Linked DNA regions of Mus musculus: regions 2, 3, 4 and 5 are each linked to region 1. Evidence: chromatin contacts called from public HiChIP or PLAC-seq and promoter capture Hi-C data. All regions are on one chromosome and are shown on one strand. Each heading gives the region's core, a stretch centred on a gene start, on an enhancer-like site or on the middle of the called end of the contact. The rest is flanking DNA. Distances are from core to core; before and after follow the strand shown. Region 1 holds the start of Map3k20 (mitogen-activated protein kinase kinase kinase 20). Region 2 overlaps Ola1 (Obg-like ATPase 1). Region 3 has its middle 77 kb from the start of Gm39850. Region 4 has its middle 40 kb from the start of Gm39850. Region 5 has its middle 15 kb from the start of Gm39850.

Evidence for each region. Promoter capture Hi-C pulls out the DNA fragments that hold promoters and counts their contacts. HiChIP or PLAC-seq counts read pairs in DNA pulled down with a chosen protein or histone mark.
Region 2: a contact with region 1 is called in an H3K4me3 HiChIP or PLAC-seq map of bone marrow-derived macrophages, with 5 times the contacts expected there. The contact joins the enhancer-like site here to the promoter of Map3k20 in region 1. A contact is called at or near these places in 1 of 39 promoter capture datasets (embryonic stem cells) and 8 of 115 datasets of contacts at active chromatin or transcription factors (the 230-238 cell line, bone marrow-derived macrophages, embryonic basal ganglia and 5 more).
Region 3: an H3K4me3 HiChIP or PLAC-seq map of stem cell-derived neural progenitor cells shows a contact between it and region 1, with 2.5 times the contacts expected there. The contact joins the enhancer-like site here to the promoter of Map3k20 in region 1. A contact is called at or near these places in 2 of 39 promoter capture datasets (embryonic stem cells and hippocampal neurons), 11 of 115 datasets of contacts at active chromatin or transcription factors (embryonic basal ganglia, embryonic limb bud, embryonic stem cells and 4 more) and 2 of 9 other capture datasets (adipose tissue and embryonic stem cells).
Region 4: a contact with region 1 is called in a promoter capture Hi-C map of embryonic stem cells, with 3 times the contacts expected there. The contact joins the enhancer-like site here to the promoter of Map3k20 in region 1. A contact is called at or near these places in 1 of 39 promoter capture datasets (embryonic stem cells) and 7 of 115 datasets of contacts at active chromatin or transcription factors (the 230-238 cell line, bone marrow-derived macrophages, craniofacial prominence and 4 more).
Region 5: an H3K27ac HiChIP or PLAC-seq map of the NIH/3T3 cell line shows a contact between it and region 1, with 4 times the contacts expected there. The contact joins the enhancer-like site here to the promoter of Map3k20 in region 1. A contact is called at or near these places in 1 of 484 Hi-C or Micro-C datasets (pancreatic cancer cells) and 7 of 115 datasets of contacts at active chromatin or transcription factors (the 230-238 cell line, the NIH/3T3 cell line, craniofacial prominence and 4 more).

What each region holds. Positions count from the first base shown.
Region 1 is chr2:72,284,229-72,286,990 of GRCm38.p6, reverse strand. It overlaps Map3k20 (mitogen-activated protein kinase kinase kinase 20), which reads right to left and starts at 1,354. Exons shown (of 20, transcript NM_023057.5): 1 at 1,136-1,354.
Region 2 is chr2:73,159,663-73,162,424 of GRCm38.p6, reverse strand. The region is part of intron 4 of Ola1 (Obg-like ATPase 1); the gene reads left to right. Among named protein-coding and RNA genes, the nearest start is that of Ola1, 53 kb to the left of the region's middle. Within about 2 kb of position 1,429, at least 77 of the 459 cell types and tissues checked have an H3K27ac peak or open chromatin away from gene starts, as enhancers often do. A contact at or near this core is called in the 230-238 cell line, bone marrow-derived macrophages and pro-B cells, where this site is marked.
Region 3 is chr2:73,084,694-73,087,455 of GRCm38.p6, reverse strand. No RefSeq gene overlaps it. Among named protein-coding and RNA genes, the nearest start is that of Gm39850, 77 kb to the right of the region's middle. Within about 2 kb of position 1,360, at least 48 of the 459 cell types and tissues checked have an H3K27ac peak or open chromatin away from gene starts, as enhancers often do. A contact at or near this core is called in embryonic basal ganglia, epiblast stem cells and stem cell-derived neural progenitor cells, where this site is marked.
Region 4 is chr2:73,047,495-73,050,256 of GRCm38.p6, reverse strand. No RefSeq gene overlaps it. Among named protein-coding and RNA genes, the nearest start is that of Gm39850, 40 kb to the right of the region's middle. Within about 2 kb of position 1,351, at least 114 of the 459 cell types and tissues checked have an H3K27ac peak or open chromatin away from gene starts, as enhancers often do. A contact at or near this core is called in bone marrow-derived macrophages, craniofacial prominence and embryonic stem cells, where this site is marked.
Region 5 is chr2:73,022,561-73,025,322 of GRCm38.p6, reverse strand. No RefSeq gene overlaps it. Among named protein-coding and RNA genes, the nearest start is that of Gm39850, 15 kb to the right of the region's middle. Within about 2 kb of position 1,347, at least 114 of the 459 cell types and tissues checked have an H3K27ac peak or open chromatin away from gene starts, as enhancers often do. A contact at or near this core is called in the NIH/3T3 cell line, embryonic stem cells, extraembryonic endoderm stem cells and 1 more, where this site is marked.

The sequences.
Region 1 (2,762 bases), core at 105-2,604:
ATTACATTGTAAAAGACTAAAATAAACAGTGCTCCAAAGACCATTTTTCTCTCTTAATTCTCTCTTTCTAAACAAGCTAAATTCATGTTCATTTACAATCTCCCAAATCTCTCACTATTGTAGCAGAAATCTAAAACAAAGACTCTACAAATGATCAAAACCATAATTAAAATGCAGCCGTCACTTTTTTTTAAGATAAAAAAAGAATGAAATTTCAGAGTAGAGACAGGCCGATGACAAAGAAGTCTGGTCTTGAATCATTTGTTTATTTTTATCGTTAAATATTTTGGTAGGTTTGGATCCACTAAATGCTGGCAGTTGGTTTCATCTACAGTCAAGAAGACCAGAAGATTCGCTACAACCACTTTAGGGGTAAAACAGGAACTCACTTTAACAACCATCCGAACTCAGATGTCCTCAATCCATTCTGGAAGACGGTTCTCACACGCATTATTAATGAAGGCTGCTTATTGTGAAATCGCTGGAACGGGCCACCAAATGGTGTGCTTTCATTATTAACGAAACTAGCAAAAATAGTAATTATGTTCTCCATAAACAGTGCTTATGCAGGATCTCCAGGCGCATGAGAAACATACATTTTCAGCAACCCAACAATGACGTGCCATTGTTGTTTTTTTTCAGGCAGTTCCAATGTCATCTGGGCAGTTTAGAATTAAAGTTTTTCCCGAGATCTGTCACGCGCGGGGCGAGGCGTGGCTGCGGCCCGGGTCACCCAGTGCCCACCCTGGTGTAGATCCCCGCGCCTGCGACACCCGCGTGTGCTCCCACGGAAGGCGAGGGTGCTCGGGAAGGGCAGCCGCCGCAGGTTCCCCGGGATCGCCGCGAGCTGTGCCAGGCCGGACTCTTCCGGGCACCGAGTGCCCGGCTGGACCGGCCCGGACATGCCCAAGCCGTCCTCGGCCCAGCGGCAAGGGACTGAGGGCTCAGGGGCTGCGGTCTCGGGGTCTGCGGGCTCGGGGACCACGGGTCTCCAGGGCACCGGGGGCGAGCCAAGGACAGCCGCCCGCCGAGCCCCGGCCTCCCGCAGCCGCGCTGCCCCGGCCCCGCAGGCCCCGGTCCCGCCGGTCCTCCAGCGGAGCTCCCTCCCGCCTCTCCCGTCCCCCACAGCCCTTACCTGGCTCCCGGATCGGGCGCGAGCGGCGGCGGGGGTCGGGGACGGCGGCCCGCGCGGCTCCCACGCTTCCGCCGGAGTCAGGAGTTGAACATTCCGCCTCTCCGCGCGGCGCCAATGAGGAAGACGTCGCGGCAACAGCACCACCTACCTCCGAGCGTGGAACCGCCGGCCGGCCAGCCTCCGGGCACGCCCGGCTCGGTGCCCAGCAGGGAGGCCGGGGCTCGGGGTCGCGGAGAGCCCGGTTGCTGCCCCCCCCCCCTTACCCCCCGTGAGACTGAATGCACTTGGCTGGGAAGGGGACAGCAGGGAAGGCAATGTCAGGGTCGCGGGTGCCTCAGTGGGACCATCAACAGGTACTTTGGAGATTTTGAGGAGGAGTCAAGGCCTGCTGCTCTGGTTGGTGACTTTTAAGATGAAGTGCCCGCGATTTCCCATCGAGGAGACAGAGTCCATGACAAGTGTGAACAAAACGTGTCACCTGGCTTTGGGAAGAAAAGAAATTGATCGGGGAGGATGTAGATGGAGTGGAAAAAGAGGAGAGGTTGCAAAAGTAGGGAACACAGTTTCTGAATTAGAATTTCACGTGTACACACGTGGAGAGTTAAGGAAAGTTGAAATCGTGCAAAATGGATATTCGTATTTTAGTGCATGGCTTTATATTTGGAGCAGGAGGCTTACCAGCCTGAAGATGTTAAGCCATATTCTCTTTCCTCCCCATCCATTTTAGTAGTGGTTTAGAGAGTTGCTTAGGGATGGAAACAAGATAAGTGGTAGATATTGTCACTACCAGGTAACAGATAGAATCGTGAAGGCTAGAGTTAGAGGGTACAGTTTGGGATCGTTTTTAAAAAGAAAATTGGAATTGAGAGACATGTTTCAGAAAGAGGCCACAGAAATTTGTGACCCATTCGGTTGGGAAAGAAGAAAGCGGTGATGCCAAGATTTGAGACCTGGGTGACTGGAAGAACGATGGTGTCATTGACAGAAATAGAAATCTGTGGAGAGGAAACTGGCTTCCTGCTGAGTTTTGAAGTCAGGAGAGGAAAAACAGGCAGAGATGAAACAAGAAACGGAAATCAGAAAAGAAGCCCAAAGAGAAATAGAAATTTTGAAAACCGTTCATATATATTTAATATATGAATGGGAAAGGATGGGTAAATATACACTAATGAAAAAAGAAACCACTTTCTGGTCTGTGATTACAAAGACTGAGGATTTTGGATTAATAAATTGCATTTTGGTAACTGAGAAGGTTGATGAAAACTATCCAGCTAAAAAAAATTCTTTTGTAGGTGATCAAACAATTGTTTAAAAAAAAAAAAAAGCTGTCTATCTACTCAAAAAAAAAAAAAAAAAAAAGGGTGCTGGGCTCTTGAGCGCGAAATGAACATGAGACTGCAGTCACCTTAGCTTTAAAGACATCCGATTGTGTCCTGACTCTGGCTGAGGAATCAGAGAGCCTGACTTTGCTGTTGCTCCTCTCAGTTGTCACATGGGACACTTAACAGGCAGTCCTCAGTTTCCTGCTCACCAAAATCAGGTGTTAGCCACTGGTTCCAGCTTGCCAGTCACCAGCCATCCATACCTTGCTTTGTACTGGAAGCCTGCAGCTTCTGATATTTTTAGC
Region 2 (2,762 bases), core at 180-2,679, 880 kb before region 1:
TTAGCCAGCAAGACTATGGGGTCCATCTCCTCTCCCTTTTCCTCCTGGCTTGCACATAGTCACAGGCAGGTGCAGCTATGCCCCGTTTTCACCTAAGTGCCGGGAATCTGAACTCAAGTTCTCACACTCAAGCAGCAAGCACTTTATGTGCTGGGCTCTTTCCAGCCCCATGAATGGACTTTTAAAAGTAAACAGAACACATTAAAGTGCTTGTCTTTCCTTTTGTAATTTAAAATAGTTATTTTATATAATCCATAGTTAAGAATTACAAATTCTGAGGTCTAGCTGTGAATTACAATCTGCTTTCTTGTCAAGGTAGGTCTTTTTCATAGATCATGGCTAGAATTTCAGTGGACCTCTAAGCTGGGGTTTAAACTGCACTTCTAAAGTCAGAACATTTAGAGTATGCACTAAATAGCTCACTGCTCCTACCCCCAACTACCTCTCCTCTTCTATTCAATGAAGCACTTTTGTTGTGTTATTTATGAAAAGTAAATGGTACCTTGCATTTCCCAGTGTTTGTGAATAAAGCCATAAAGATAGTGAGAGAATTGCCCATGCAAGCTTACCTCTCTCCAAGCACTTGCCCTCTTGGAATATGTGAGTCTCTCTGGGTTCGATCCTAGTACCATCAAACAAGAACAAAAGCCGCTGCCTTGTAGTATTTATTAACTATGCTACTCAGAAGGCTAAGGAGGGGGTGTTTCTGGAATGCAAGCGTTTGAGTCCAACTTCGGCAGCAGTGAGTTCCAGGATAGAAAGAATGAAGAGTATAAAGAAGTTGTAAATGGAGGTTTGACATACATGGAATTTTGAAGATGTGATTAGAACTTTGAAAAGATAAAATTTAAATATTATATTCTTGTCTTGATTTCCAACTTTATATTTAATGAGAAATCTGCTTTAAAAGGCTGGCGCTGTAGCTCAATGATAGATACTTGCCTAGTATGCTCAAGATCCCAAGATTAAAGTTAAGCTGAACGGCTAGTAATACAGTAGTGGGGCTCTTGCCCAGCATGCAGAGGCCCTGGGTTTGATTCCTAAAACTGATCAAAACAGTTACAAAGCTATGGCCAGTGAGATGGCTCAATGGGTAAAATCACTTGTTGGTAAGCCTGATAACATAACTTTGATCTCCAGAACCCATGTGTGATAATTTAAAGGAGAAATGTCCCCCATAGTCCCTGACATTTGAGTACTTGTTCTAAGTTGGTAATGCAGTTTGGGGAAGATTAAGAGGTGTGGTCTTGTTGGAGAAAGTGTCTCACTAAAGGCAGGCTTTGAGAGTTAAAAGGCCAGATGCCATTCCTGGGTCACTCTTTCTGCATTGTGACTGTGGTTTAAGATGTGAGCTCTGAGCTTGCTGCTCTAGTCATCATGCCTGCCTATTGCCACACTTCCCTGCTAGCAAGTTAACGAACTCTCATCTTTCTGAAACTGTAAGCAAATAACCCCTTCCTCCTGTGGGTTGCTGTGGTTGTGGTGTTTCCTTACAGCTATAGGAAATTAACTAATGTAGCATGTGATGGTGGAAAGAGAGGACTTGCTCCACAGATTTCTCCCTTACTGCCACATGTGTACTGTGGCATCTATGTGCCCTCACTCATATACAAATAATAAATGAAAGCAGAGAAAACGGTAAGCAGGCAGGGGACCACAGGACCATAATGAGCTCACCACTTTATATGTTGACTTAAAAATGAAAGCATTTTTGTAATATGTCTTCTTAACCTTTCAAGGTGTGGCTTCCTAACTTTCTAGTGGTTTTATTAGGAATGAATCAGAATGTAGATTTTTTAGGACACTTGCTAATTACTTTGAAAGAACCTGGAATGTAAAGTGAAACAGTCCACTGTACAAATGTCTTGATGCTGAATTAATAGGACTATATGCTGTGTGGTGTTTCTTATCTTTTTGCTTCTCAACCTTCCAGTGCTGCACCCTTTCATACAGTTCCTCATGGTGTGCTGACCCCAACCGTCACATTATTTTCATTGCTACTTCAGAACTATAATTTTGCTACTGCCATGAATTGTAAATAGTTTTGAAGACTGAGGATTGCCAAAGGAGTTGTGACCCACAGGTTGAGAACTGCTGTCCTTGCACGTATGCATTTTGGTTATATAATACCTTTGGCTTTGTACCTGGTTTAAGCATTTAAATTTATATATATTGGCTTTACAGTAATTCACATAAAAATCCTTTGGCTTGAAACTTCATGGTGATCTCTCTTCTTTCTGCCTTCCACTGACTCCATTACTGTTCATGTCCAGATGAAGTTGTTTTCTGTATCTGTCACTTTACATCTCTTCTTAATATCCATTGAGATTCTTACAGTGTTTGGAGTGCAGTTCCTATTCCTGCTTAGTCTTTAACAGTGCTCTTCAGACTCATCACTCACTGGCATAAGAGCCATGCTGACTTCCTGCTGACTGACAAGGAAGTCCACGCTTAACTCTGATATCTATCTATAACTCCTATCATCTCCCTCTATCTGAGAAGCAAATGCTTATCTTCTATTCTTCAGAGTAACTTCTTGTCACTAAGCATTGTTCATTTCAACTTTCATTTATAAAATAATTTATTTTTATTTCATGTGCATTGGCATTTTGCCTGCATGTATGTCTGTGTGAGGTGTCAGAAGCTCTGGCACTGGAGTTACAGACAGGTGTGAGCTGCCATGTGGGTGCCGAGAATTGAACCTGGGTCCTCTGACAGAGCAGTCAGAACCTCAAACTCATACCTTCTGTTTCCACTTCTCA
Region 3 (2,762 bases), core at 111-2,610, 800 kb before region 1:
GAAAATGTTAAATATTTTTATCTGTGAAACTGTTACTCGGGTATGTGTGTGTATATATTAAACATACGTATATTACATATGTGTATACCCAAACATTATTTCTTCACAGCACACATTCTGGAAAGATGGCTCTGAGGTCAGATCTTGGAGAAGACCCACGTTCAATTCTCAGCACCCACATCAGGCTGCTCATTCCAGCCTGTCCTCTAGCTCCTGGGAATCTGACACTCTCTTCTGATCTCCCTGGGCACCTGCATTCAGACACACACACACACACACACACACACACACACACACACAAAATTAATCAACATTTGTGCACTTTATCATAAATGTTATACCTCAGTTTTAAAAAGAAAACTGCATTGTTCAAACAGTTGGTAGAGCTATTATCCATCCATTATTATACATATTAGGTCTTCAGGAAATAGTCATGTGCTTTAATACTGTAAAGATGTTAGTTATGGTAAAGATCACAACAATATACAAGCTGCCTGTGAAAACTTGCCAGTACTTAAGCCAGCCACATTTCACAACTGAATTAACTGTATGTGTCATTTCAGAAGCTATGATAAAAGACTGCTTCCCATAGAAACGAAATTATTTTCTGGGGTCCAAAGAATTGAAATCTGGTCAGCTGTAATAAGATTCAATTGTAACGGCAAAAACAATTGGAAACAATTTAAAATATCTATCAATTTAGGAAAATGGCAAAGTGAATTATAATGCACCCATACAAAAGGGTGCCTTAAGCCATTAAAAAGAATAAAAGTACATCTATATGAGCTGGCATGGAGAAATTGCTCATTCATATTGCTTTGTGAGGGAAGTCACAGACCAATGTGTGGAGAAGGACCCCAGAGGAAACTTCAGTTAACTATGTGGTATGTGTCCTCCTGAATAGTAACCGTGAGTTTACATGTATGAATAATTCTACATATATTTTTGCATAAATGAGACCATCTCATACATATTATCAGGTGACTTTCTCACTGAAGGGCCCATTTGAAAGCAATGTATGTCTGAGGACATACCTGCATGTGTGTAAGCCAAGACCTGAAGAGAGAAAGGATGCAGCTGTCAGTGCAAAAATGTAGGTGCTTTACTAAAATAATATTAAAACCATAAATTAATAATATTGAAATTAAAAAAATGGCAGGAGCAACCAGGCAGACACACAACAGCAAATGCAGAGGCTCTGACAAGAGCCGGGTGCCCTGTGGAACAGCAGCTGCGGGTGGCTGGCTAGGGTGTACTGAGGAGGACCTCCACGTGATTCAGGACTTTGGATCTCACTCTGGCTTAAGTGGAAAGCCCTTAGTTTTCAAACAAGCCATGCATTGTGATGTAGATTTTAAAAGGTCGGCTGGCACACTGCCCCATCTGCTGTTATGCCTTGTGCTCCTAGCCCAGAGCGGGCTGGTCGTGGTGCAGAAGAGAGACAGGAAGGAGGAGGGAGCAGGAAGCCGGCTGCCAAAGGCCAGAACTGCAGCTGACTATCCAAAAGAAGTAGTGGGGGCTGGTGTCTGTTTCTAACAGCCACTTTGGCTCTGATTATTTTGGATTTTGAGACATGATCTCACTGTGTAGCCCGGCCTGGCTTGAAACTCACTCTAAGGACCAGGCTAGCTTCAAACTTGGGAATCCTCCTGTCTTTGACAACCACAGGTGCAGGAATTACAGGTGTATTCCACCATACCTGGCTACTAGCCACATTTTTAAAGAAACAAAATTCATCTTTATAATGTCTCTTATTTAACCAAGGATGCCCAAGCTGTTATTTCAATGTGTGACCAACCTTAAAATCACTAATATGTTTTAGATGTTTTCCTTTCACACAATGTAAGCACCCCTAATCCAAAATGTTTTGAGCACTGATGTGAAAGGCATTTGGATTTGAACCATTTGGGATTTAAGGGTTAGATATGTTCAATCAAGTGAGGTCTATGCAAATATTCCGAACTCTGAGAAACTCTGTAATCTGAAACACCTGTGGTCCTAAGTATTTCCGATAAGGGCTACTGTGCTAAGCCCTTCAAATCCCACCCCACACTGCACACCATGCTGGGTGCATTCCCAGTGCTCAGTAGCTCCGTCATATGAGACTGTAAGGCCAGGGCTTTACCTTCCCTCCAAAGGACTTTAACTTGCGCCCTCAGCCACATTTGACCTCCACATCTCATCAGAAATACATTCCCCAGACTGGCTGTTTCCTTTTAAGACTTACAGTAAAGCTTATGGTTCGTGGCAGTATGGTATTGATGCAGGAAAGACTTACAATCAAACCCAGACACAGATCCACCTGAGCTAGTTACTTTTTCTGGTTGCCTTGACAGCTCAAGAAAGGGTTTAGGGCTGAAGAGTTGACTCAGCAGTTAAGAGCACTGGCTGTTCTTCCAGAGGACCCTTGTTCAATTTCCAGCACCCACATGTCAGCTCACAACCAACCATTACTCCAGTTCCAAGGGATACAACGCCCTCTTCCGGCCCCTGAAGTCCTTAGGCATACAAGTAGTACACAGACATATACACCCTGGCAAAAACCCGTACACATAAAATACAATAAGATATTTTTGTCCATTTGTTTTGTTTTTTGGGATAGGGTTTCTCCGTTTTTCCCTGGCTGTCCTAGAGCTCACTGTATAGACCAGGCTGGCCTTACATTCAGAGATCTGCTTGCCTCTGCCTCACAAGTGCTGAGATTAAAGGCGTGCACCACCGCTGCCCCCAGCAGAGGAGATGTTGTTTTGAAGGAAAGATTT
Region 4 (2,762 bases), core at 102-2,601, 760 kb before region 1:
CCACAGACCAAACTAGAGTGGAAGTGAGAGACCAGGGAGGGAGGACAGAAGACGTGTGTGCCAGGTGTGGCTTTAATACTTCTAGCAAGAACCCTTCTCTGTGGAAAAACAGCCTCCAGCCTCCATCTGCACTGGCAGAAGGTGAGCATCTGGCTGTTCCTGGAGGACGGTCTGTTGAGTAAGTCAGTGGAGATGGCAGTCAGCACACTGATGGGACAGTGCAGAGGTCTTGGGGTGTGACAGTAATAGAGGCAACCTTACTCGGTTGCCACTCAGTGGTGTAAACCCAAGTGCAGAATTCAGTTACCACAGAAGCTCAGAGACAGGTGTGTAGTTCTCTATGAGACTGTAGTCGAAACTCTATGAGGAAAACATTTTCATGGTACATAAACGCGGAGAGACGGCTGCAAAAGAGCCTTCTCTCATCAGATAGTCCGGCCGCCACCACGGACTTCTCGCTTTATCTCTTGTTGTTAATTCCTGAAACGTTTAAAAACAGACTTCAGACATTGTAGTTCATCGTCAAATATTTTCACACACACTCTTTTAAAAAACATTTTATTTTAAAAGTATACATATATGTGTGTATTTCTTGGTATGTGTGTGCATGTGAACACATACAGGCACCCAGGAAGGCTAGAAGGTGTCAGGTCTCCTGGATCAGGAGTTACAAGTGGTTACGGGACACTTAATGCGTATTTTGGAACCCAAAATCTGGTCCTCTGGGAGAGCAGCACATGCTTAAACCACTGAGTCACCTCCAACCCTGCACATATGCCTTTCAAAAGCCTTTGTCTTGCACAATCCTAATAGCGTTATCATACACACACAACTTAATGATCTCAAAATATTTTTAATATACTGTCCCAATTTTAAATTTCCTGATCATCTCAAAATATCTCCTCACAGTTGGTTTAAATTAGGATCCAAAAAAGGTTTCCATATTGCACGTGTCTGCTTTGTCTCTGGCTCCTTGAGCAATCAGATTGCAGTATTAACCAAGAGGCTGCCTTCACACTCCCATCATCACCCTATCCTAAGCTTCAGCTACAGTCTCCAAGCCCCTCCCAGGCCCCTCCCAGTAATCCACAAAGTCAGACCCAGAACAGCCAGGGCCCGGGCAGCGAGCTTTGGCATGAAACTCAAACCTCCTGGATTTTCAAGGTCCAGGCAAGAAACCATGAAATCTGGGAAATAAAAACAAAACAAAACAAAACAAAACTTGGGAAGTTGGTTCTGTTCCTGGACTTCTACCAGGCCAGAGGAGGGGGCAGGGGCCGGGCACCGGAGAGCAAATGCACTCGGTAGGTGTAGACCCCCGTGGTTTCTCTGGAGGAAGCACAGTTTGTGGTTGGTGCTGCAGAGCTGGGAAGTCGTGTTCCTTAGAATTCCCTGCTGAGCGTGGTCCCTGAACAATGGGAAGGACCGTCCATCTGTTCTGGATTTGTTTCTCTTGGTAACAAATTTCCTGACAAAATCAACTTAGGGGAGAAAGGGTTTGTTTTTAGATCATAAGTCCAGGTTACAGTCCATCGTAGCAGGAAGTCAAGGTGAAAACACAGAGTCAAGATTGTGACCAGCGGGGCTGGAGAGATGGCTCAGCGGTTAAGAGCACTGACTGCTCTTCCGAAGGCCCTGAGTTCAAATCCCAGCAACCACATGGTGGTTCACAACCATCCGTAATGAGATCTGACTCCCTATTCTGGAGTATCTGAAGACAGCTACAGTGTAACTACAAATAAATAAATATTAAAAAAAAAAAAAGATTGTGACCAGCAGAGAGAAACAAAAGCAGGAATGTTTCTTGTTCGCTTAGCTTAGCTACTAGCTTCTAGTTACTTATTTTTCTGAAGATTTTTATTTTATTTTATTTTATTTTATTTTATTTTATTTTATGAGATAAGGTCTTGCTATATAGTCTTGGTTGGCTGGAAAATAGCCTCCCAGACAAAGCTAGCCTCTAATTCACAGAGATCTTGTATCAGCCCAGAAGAGGACCAGCCCTGTGTGTGACCTTCTCTGCAGCGGGACAGGTGTTCACAGGCATACTTTTCCATTTCCCTCTGAAAGTGGACCATGTGTTCAGCTTGTCATGGTCCCGACGTCCCCCCTCCTCCCATGTTGGAAATGACCATCTAAAGAGTTGCATTTCTGTAGAAGATACAGAACCTAAACTTTGTCCCCTTTACTGTATTCAGGCTGAAACATGCCCCTGGAGTCCCTGGCCCAGAACTAGCAATGCTAGTGAGCCCCTGCTCCCTGGGGGTGGAGGTGGGGGAATGGGAGGGGGAGAGAGAGAGAGAGAGAGAGAGAGAGAGAGAGACAGAGAGAGAGACAGAGACAGAGACAGAGAGAGAGAGAGAGAGAGAGAGAGAGCTTAGGGTGGACAGCTGAGTTCTTGGGCTCCTTTCCATAGCTGGGTAGGTCTCCGTCTTGTGTCTGTGTGGAAACTTGTTCCTGAGGATCAATCACATTAAGGGGGATGGTCCCCTTTAATGACCCACTTAGTCTTTGGCTCTGGTCCTCGCTTGATGGGCGTTGGTGGCAGCGACACCGGAAAGCTGTGCTCTTGGGAAGATATCCCGGGGGACCCTAAGATGCTGGCCGCAGGAAGGTGTGGGGATGCTGGGAATGTTCTGCTGGGCTGGCTTCCACGTGGAGCCTGCAGATCTTGGCAACTGGCGATCTGGCCTGCATCTGATGACTTTTATCAGCAAGGCATTCAGAAAATTTCTCCACCAGAGAACATGTTGACCCTCTGA
Region 5 (2,762 bases), core at 98-2,597, 740 kb before region 1:
CCTTAGCCTCCTTCCTAGCCCACCAGTGGCAGTGAAACGGAAAAGTTAATAGGGCAAAGGAGGAGGTGGACCTGTTTAGTTCTTTGGAGCGAATCCCATCTGAGTTGTCAGGATATCAGCAGTTCACTTCACAGGAATTAGCAGTAGTAGCTCAATCTACTCACAAACATTGTTCACAAATTAGAGATGGCAGTTCCATCTAGAAGAAACTGCAAGGCTCTGCCAACAGCCATGGGGGCTACAAGAACATACCAGGATACCACTAGAAGTTCTTTGGTGCATTTCTGTCTATGAAGTCATGACAAATGATAGCAAGAAAAGAATGGCAAATGGAGAAGCTAGAGAAAGCACCCAAGGAGCTGAAGGTATCTGCAACCCTATAGGTGGAACAACAATATGAACTAACCAGTACCCCCAGAGCTCGTGTCTCTAGCTGCATATGTAGCAGAAGATGACCTAGTCGGCCATCATTGGGAAGAGAGGCCCCTTGGTATTGCAAACTTTATACGCCCCAGTACAGGGAAACGCCAGGGCCAAGAAGTGGGAGTGGGTGGGTAAGGAAGCAGGGTGGGGAAAGGGTATAGGGAACTTTCAGGATAGCATTTGAAATGTAAATAAAGAAAATATCTAATAAAAAAAGAATAAAAAAATCAAAGAAAGAAAGAAAGAGAGAGAAAGAAAGAAAAGAAAGAAAGAGAGAAAGAAAGAAAGAAGGAAGGAAGGAAGGAAGGAAGGAAGGAAAGGAAGGAAGGAAGGAAGGAAGAGAGAGAGAGAGAGAGAGAGAGAAAGAAAGAAAGAAAGAAAGAAAGAAAGAAAGAAAGAAAGAAAGAAAGAAAGAAAGAAGAAAGTAGGAAGGAAAGAAAGAAAGAAAGAAAGAAAGGCAAGGCAAACCAATACTACACAGCATAGTCTACTGTTGGGTTAAATCTATACCCTTTCCAAACATCACATGCTCTCTCAAGCGTCCACTCTAGCAAAACACTGAAGCCAAGGGACTGCTTAGGGGTGACTCCAGTCATCCAGATGAGGGATGTTGGTAATTGACAATGGCAAGTAGCAGTGGAGAAGTGGTTCAATTCTGGGTATATTTTGAGAATAGAACTGATTTTTTACAGGTTGGATGTCCAACACTAGAAAAAAAAATCCTGAGATAGACTCTAATCAGGGTAAGTCTAATAACACTCGCTTGGAATGTAGAGTAGAGACAGTACCTAGTGATGAAGCCTGTGGCTTGAAGGTTTCTGGCAAACACATAAAGCCTGTGATCGAGGCAGCAGGAGGGTGGGGTCAAGGCAGTGTTTAGCAGAGTGGAGTGGCTGAAAGAAGCTGATCAAGAGAAGAGTGCTGAGTCACAGGCTCCGCCCCAGGGCTGGGCTACCTCTACGTTTTTAATTACAGGAACCAGTCAGTGCCCTTGGTTTGGTTTTTCTGTGGTTTGTATCCAGTGCACTGTTTACTGTGTCTGTGAGTGGTTCAAATGAGAAGCCTCTAAGTTGCATTGCGTCCCTAAATTCCGCCTTAAAGACTTTATTAGAGTAATTGTTGGGCCCCAGCACATTAAACAGGGAAGCACAGAGCTTTACTGTGTGCTCCCACCCAGACAGAACCTCCTCCACTGTCAAAACCCTTCCCTGGTGATGTTTATCACAACTAAGGAAGCTGCATTGATGGGTCATGGGCACCCTAAGTTTACATGAGGACCCAGTCTTGACACTGTGCACTCTGAGGATTTGACAATAAATACAAACCCATTATCACAGCCTTGTAAAAATCATTTTCACTGCCTCCAAAGTGTGTTCTGCATCATTCATCTCTTACTTACGCAGTAGGAATTATCTATCTATCTATCTATCTATCTATCTATCTATCTATCTATCTATCTATCTATCTACCTACCTACCTACCTACCTATCTATCTATCTATCTATCTATCTATCTATCTATCTATCTATCCATCCATCCATCCATCCACCTATCTATAACTATTTCGTAGTTTGTCCTTTTCCAGAACATCATACAGTTGGACTCATACACAATGTAGGCTTTTCAAATTCACCTCTTTCACTTGCTAACACGCAGGTAAGGCTCCTACTGAATGAAGTACAAAACATCACAGTTGGCTTCCAGTTTAGACAATTATAACTAAGACCACTGTCAATATGCGTGAAGGTTCAGTATGGACCCAGATTTTCAGATCCTTTGGGTATACATGAAAATAAACTGGTAGGGTGTGTGGGAAAATGTTTGCTCTTGCCTTCCAAGGTGTTTGTGTCATTTTGTATTCCCTACAAGCAAGGAATGAGCCCTCCAGCTATTCCTCTCTCATTTGATGTTCTGGATTTGCCTGTTTGAATAAATGTGTGGATATCTTTGTTTTCTCCTCCATTCCTTCTCATTGGCTCTGTTTGTTTTATTGACAGGGTCTCAATATTTAGTTCTGGCTGTCCTAGAACTCACTCTGTGGACCAGGCTGACCTTGAACTCAGAGATCTGCCTGCCTCTGCCTCCTGAGTACTGGGATTAAAAGCATAGTCACTACACTCTGCTGTCTACTGTCTATCTTTGCATTTTGCTCTTGGCATTTGTGGGACAGCTTTTCTTATGGTTATTTGTCATCTATATTTTGTCTTTAGTAGATGCTGGTTAAGAGATTTGATTCATTGTTAGACTGGGTTTGTTTTCTTTCTTTTTATTGTTGAGGATAATAGTTTTTCATAATGTTCTTTGGGAAATATTCTCTCCGGGACTATGGTTTGTTTTCT